Linked DNA regions of Triticum aestivum: region 1 is linked to region 2. A link is a contact called in public Hi-C data. All regions are on one chromosome and are shown on one strand. Each heading gives the region's core, a stretch centred on a gene start, on an enhancer-like site or on the middle of the called end of the contact. The rest is flanking DNA. Distances are from core to core; before and after follow the strand shown. Region 1 holds the start of LOC123161877 (protein NRT1/ PTR FAMILY 3.1). Region 2 holds the start of LOC123160590 (zinc finger protein CONSTANS-LIKE 16).

Region 1 (3,046 bases), core at 10-2,509, 580 kb before region 2:
CGGGCTGCCCGACGGGTCGAGCCGGCGGTACATCGGGTACCCGCCGACGAAGGCGACGACGGAGACGCCCATGCAGAAGGCCGGCACGCCAAGGCCCCAGCCCCACCCCACGTTGTCCTGCACGTACACCACCGCCGTCACGGCCACCAGCTGCGACGCGCCGTTGCAGAAGTAGTACCAGTTGAAGAAGCCCCACGTCCGCGCGCGCTCCGCCGTCTGCGACTCGTCGAACTGATCCGCCCCGAACGCCACGATGCACGGCCGGTACCCGCCGGCGCCCACCGCGTTCAGGAACAGCGACACGTAGAGCACGGCGAGCTGCCACGGCAGCGCCTGCTCGCACGCGCCGCTGCCGCCCCCTGCCGCCTTGCACGGTGCCGGCCGGAACTGCGGCAGCGCCGCCGACACCGTCAGGAGGGCCATCCCCTGTCATGCAAGAAGTAAGCACCAGCGTCACGTACAGTTCAGCTCTGCTTCGTATGGGTATCGTCGCCGTCTACGTGCGAAACAAGTGTACGTGTACGCACGAATTGGTAGACGACGGAGGCGCCGGCGATGGTCCAGAAGCGGCCGATGCAGGCGTCGGCGAGGTAGGCGCCGATGAGCGGGGTCATGGCGGAGGTGCCGCCGAAGTTGGTGAGGGTGGTGGCCGCCTTGGCCAGCGGCATGTGCATCTGCTGGGTGAGGTAGGTCAGCATGTTCGTCGAGAAGCCCACCACGGCAAGCTTCTCCGCCACCTCGTTGGCTGCAGCGCGCGAGCCAAGCCAACACACACAGTTTAATCTTAAGCAACCAGGCGAATTCGAAGTAGTAGTTCGCAAGAGACTGTATAATTTGCTCACCAAAGATGAAGGGCATTGTTCTGAGGCCGCCCTTCTTCTTCCCCTTCTTCCCGTCCATGGCCGCCCCAGCCGCTATTGGTTGCGCCTGTGGTGGTAGCGCTGCGGTGGTGCACTCGGTTGTACTACATGCAGCCACTCCTCGCTGCATCGTGGATTCGTGGTAGCAGCAGCAGCTTGGCTTCACATATTTATAGCTAATAAGCTAGCTGCCAGTGCCAGCCAGTGCCAGTGCCATATGCCACTAGACTTACTACTGCAAGCTCTGAGGCTAATTTACACGAAATAGGGAAAACTGCGGGACAATAATCTGAGGTTAATTTGCAGTATTTATGTGATATTTTGCGCACTTGGAATATACGGCTGCTTCTGCCACTGGCTAACTGCCATTGCAAGTCCCCTTTCTTCTGTATTCCTTTTCACATTTCCGAACTAGGGACTAGGGGCTGGGGACTTCACATGTGTGATGTGTCTATATCACAGCCAGATCTTGGCAAAGAGCTAGGCAGTGGCAGGACCAGTGCTAACTGAGATGGACTGGAACAGGAACATTAAGAGTAAGAAGAAAATATGAATATCTGATGGGCAATAAGCAATGAGTGGAGGAGCTAGTTATTCATTTGAGGGGAAGGGCTAAAGAAATGGATGATATCGAGTGGATGCAAAAGGGCAAAAGAAAAAGGAGTTCGAGGACTGCAAATTCTAAATATTACACGAGTAAACCTAGCGGAAGAATGAGGCACAATCTAAATATCGTCCTTGAAAGATGGAAATAATGTCATCGAGGGATGGGAAAGTTTGATGACTCATATTACTAATTTTTTACATGGATCTGTTTGGTTAGTCTCAGGATGCATCTATTTATGCTAATTTCCATTTTGATCATGTCGCTGAACGCTGATCCTCAGGTTATATTAATGAGATGTTCCTGGCTGAGGATTCTCTAGATGATACTTAAAAAAAACTTGTGTTCGCTGTTCATCATAATCAATAAAGCTCATGATCCAGATGGTTTTCTCATCAAATTTTATCAGTAAATTTACTCTTAAGCATTTCTTTGATGATTCCTATAATAGAGAACCTCGATGCAAAAAGGCTTAATTATAGTACCATCACTTTAGTCCCAAAGAGTCTCTGGAGCTGGCATAATAGAGTACAATAATTTAGGCTAATTTGTTTACTCAATGCTAGCGTCAAATTATTGACTAACGAGATCTCTACTATAATAGGTTGTGTGAGTGTGTAGAGGACATTATTCACCACTGCAAACAACCTTTCAAAAAGGGCACACATTTTATGGCAGGGGTGCTGATATTGCATTAGGTTTTGCATGATAGGCATAAAAAAGTGGAGCATGTGTGATAATATTAATTGGACCTTTCTATATAAAATTATATAACTCAAGGGGTTTTTAGATCAGGTGGTTGAAATGATCACGAGAATAATAGTCGAGGAGAGGGTGTGTGTGTTAAGGTAAATAATGCCTTTTCTTTAGGGGAAGGTAAATAATGTCATGGGATCATATTTCACTACATATAAAGGAGCGAGGTAAGATGAACCAATAGCACCCCCTTCTGCTTACCATTGTCATATTTAAGTCAACAAGCTCATGGAAATGGAGCTATTAAAGGTGTGACCTCCAATTAGTAGGAACATGGAACTGTCAATATGCAATGTGCAGATGACACTATGCTCCTATTAGATGATTGGGGGGAAAACAATCCAGAAACCAGAAGTTTTGTTTCCTACCCCCTTCCGGATGGAGGGAGTATTAGAGAATGGTATTGTCCAATATGCAAAAACACTACCATGTCATCTGAACGTACTGTGCAATGGTCTGAGAGAACAAACTATATGCAATTTTGAAGGTCAAATTTGTCTAGCTTACACGTTTATAGGGAAAGAATATAAATTCAAGGAACCATCAAGGTGCCAAAAGTAAATTATTTTCTTAAGAAGAAACTCACAACTAATTTTGAGATTTCGAGTTCAAAGCATGCATTTGAGGGCCTATTTGATTCCTAATATTCTAAAAATGCGAGAATAGGAAGAATGTGGGATTGGTATGTCATGCACATACAAATCTTGTAGGACTTTGGTTTCTTTAATTGCGTCACAGGAAAAACCAAGGATTCTTTCAAGAGATTTGAGTGGAGTTGAATTTCCTATGAAATGTAGTGCAAAGGAATCCTTAGAAAAGAAAGCCT
Region 2 (3,139 bases), core at 235-2,734:
CATTTCATGGCGAGCCCACACGCAGCCTGCAGAGTCATGCATGCACACCGACAGCATTGCACGATCGGCAGCTACGCGACGCACGCCGTGGCTATGGCGACGGGCACGTCGCCTCCGGCGCCGTTGGCCCGCTTGACGAAGCGGCCCTTCATCCGCGGCCGCTTCTCGGCGTTGAGCTTGCGCACCTCGTACCGGATCTTCTTTGAGAAGAGCCGCGTCCGCCGCTTCTCCCGGTACCGCGACACCCGCGCCTCCCTGCCGCCGTCCATCCTCAGCCTCGGCGTCCCCAACCCCTCCCCGCCATGGCCGACCACTCCTCCCATCATCCAAGCGCCCTCCTGCAGCGAGTAGTAGTCGTGTGGCCAGTAGTCATCGAGCTTGACGTGCGGCCTCTCGCCGTCGGCCCACGGCGAGCTCCCCCAGTTCTCCATGATGGCCTCGTAGTTTAGATTGAGCGCAAGGCTCCTCGGGGTGAACTGGGCGTCCGCACTGGCACCGCTGCTTGCAGCGTTCTCGTCCGGTGTCCCCAGGGGCGAGTCGTAGTCGAAGTCGATGTCGAACATATCGCCGGACACCTCCGGCTTCTGCTCGAGGCCGCACGCTCGCATGGGGTCGATCTCCAGCTTGACTCCCCCGCCGTCTACGTCCGTCGGCTCGATGAGGCCCAATGCCTCCATGCAGAACGGTTCCTCCTCGTCGCCGTCGTCCATGCCCGGCCGGCCAAGAAGGGCCTCCATGTCCGCGGCGAATTCCATGAGCTCGGCGTCCGTCGGGCCCAAGTTTACGAGGCTGTCGGGGAAGAACTGAACCGGCGCCGGAGTCGGCGTCGCAGCTGGCTTCGTCGGGTTCTCAACGATGGCACCATCCTCATTGCAGCATGACGCGACGGCCGTCGTCGCTTCCTCGAGAGTCAGAGGTGAGCAGAGCTCCGCGAGGGCGGGGTCGAAGATGGGCACGCGGTACAGCAGCTCCTCCTCGTCCGTCTCCACGTCACACTTGTGCTCCTCCGGCGAGTCCACGCCGGACGCCTGCGGCACGACGAGCCGCCTCGAGAGGAGACGCCCGACGCTCTTGGCCTGCGAGCGCGGGGTCCGCGCCTTGCGCTTGAACCACGCCGGCACGACCTCGTCGCCGCGGCGCCTCTCCCGCGGGGCCGCTCCAGGGAGCAGCGGCGACGTGGGCCGCAGGCGCACCCGCTCGTGCCTCCGCGCGAGAGGGTTCGCGGAGTGCACCGACGTGTCGCACCCCTGGCACAGGAACGCGTCGTCCGCCGCGCAGTACCACCTCGCCCGCCGCCGCAGGCAGCCGTCGCACGCCCGCGCCGCCTTGCTCCCCATCGCGCCGTCCGCCGCCTTCCCCGAGCAGCTCATCAAACGAAAACCAAAGCCGCTGGCGCACCGCGCGCCGCACCAAACCAGCACCAGCTAGCTACTCCGTTTCACCGCGCGCCGCGTCGCGCACTGGCTGCTTGCAGTTCACTGTAGGAGCCAAAATATATTTGCGGCGAAAATATCGCGGGTCTAGGTTTATAGCAGAAGGTGCGGAGGTGGGCCCCCGGCTCGTACGCTTTACTCGTGGGCCCGCGTCGTGTGTACTTTGCACTTTTGGTTCGTCGTTGGGCGCACTCGCGGGCCTTATCTGCGTTCTGATTGGCTGGTGGGTAATGTCCATCCAGCGCGGAGGCCTCTGATTGGCTCCTGCTGGATTTTTGGTAGGGCCGTTCCGTTCGGCTACGTGACGCACGGGCCTTTCTCAGTCGCTCTCGCGGTTGCAGTGGTTTTCCTACGTCGCTGGCAGTGGGACCGGCTACGGCCGGGAATGAAAAAGTCATTCTCGGACTGACTAATTTCTCTTCCATTCTCCCCTACAAAAAGTTCTCTTCCATTAAAATTCACCGCCAACCTTAGGGACCCGTCAAAAAAAAATGCCAACCTCAGGGCAAATAAATAAATAAAGAGTACACCTCAGATTCTCAGTGCTACTCAAGCTGTACTCATTTATGAAATTATAGTTTTGCTCAGAACAAACTCCTTGATATTTTTTTTGCCGGTGAAACTTCTTGATGTTTGACCAAATATAAAAAAACATCAACATATACAACACCAAATTAATTTTATTATATTTACTATAAAACATATTTTCATACTCCCTCCGATCCATATGGATCCGAGGGAGTACTATATTTAGTATTAGCCACACTTAAAAAGTTTGACTTGGGACAAATATAGAACTTGAAATATTTTAGAACAAATAGAATATAATTTTGCATATCAGAAAATCAATGCATACCAACGAAGGGTTGTTTAAAAGAGAAGCAAACGCTCATGTGGGCTTATACAGCCGTTTACCAAAATGCACATGCATGCATTGGCTCGTTCCATGTTGGTCTTAACAGCCAATGTAAGTACTCATCGTGAATTGAAAGTGAGGGTATTTATTAACCCATGGTCTGGTAATTTTTAATTATGCAATTCGACGGATATAAGTTTCACATATATAGCTTATTTATAATTTCTCTCGCAAAGAAAACTTGTTTATAATTTGTATTGGTCATGTGCATTCTCTTCATGTATGGACCGAAAGATAATGGCATTATTTATTTTGCAAGAAAACAAAGGTGTGCATGACATATGTCTAGAGTAGGTATGGTGTGTGGCTTATATATATTGGGCAATATATTTCTTACCACATTATATACATGTTACGAATAGAGCAAGCATCTTTCTGTGTGTGACCACGCAAAGTCCAAGAATCTCCCATATTATAACACGTAACTACATTGAGACCACAATTATCTGTGAGCCAATCCAAAATAGAATATGGGAATGCAATACCTAGAACTACATCACAGTTAATTGTGGACACCCAATAAACTAGGTAGCATAATTGTGATGTGATTGAAGTACTAACACGAAATTACCGCAACAAAATGGAAGTCATATACATGTAAATTAACAGTCGACTAAACAAGAACTCTAGTAACAAATGGAAACTATCCCCCCCTTACTCAATTTAGCAAAACTTCCTCCAAAATGCCCCATTTAAGGAAATCTGCTCCACTTTTTATGCCTTTTAGAGTTTTGCCTCATTCTGCCAGATGGGCTCCACTATCAGTATAACAAGACTGGCTGACTCAACC

The links. Hi-C and Micro-C count contacts between places; a contact is called where the count stands out from the background.
Region 1: a Hi-C map of leaf shows a contact between it and region 2, with 5 times the contacts expected there. The contact joins the promoter of LOC123161877 here to the promoter of LOC123160590 in region 2. A contact is called at or near these places in 3 of 5 Hi-C or Micro-C datasets (all in leaf).

Annotation. Positions count from the first base shown.
Region 1 is chr7B:134,885,732-134,888,777 of IWGSC CS RefSeq v2.1, reverse strand. It overlaps LOC123161877 (protein NRT1/ PTR FAMILY 3.1), which reads right to left and starts at 1,259. Exons shown (of 4, transcript XM_044579693.1): 1 at 843-1,259; 2 at 528-745; 3 at 1-426. The coding sequence starts at 990.
Region 2 is chr7B:134,307,751-134,310,889 of IWGSC CS RefSeq v2.1, reverse strand. LOC123160590 (zinc finger protein CONSTANS-LIKE 16) reads right to left here and starts at 1,484. Exons shown (of 1, transcript XM_044578393.1): 1 at 1-1,484. The coding sequence starts at 1,370. The coding sequence ends at 72.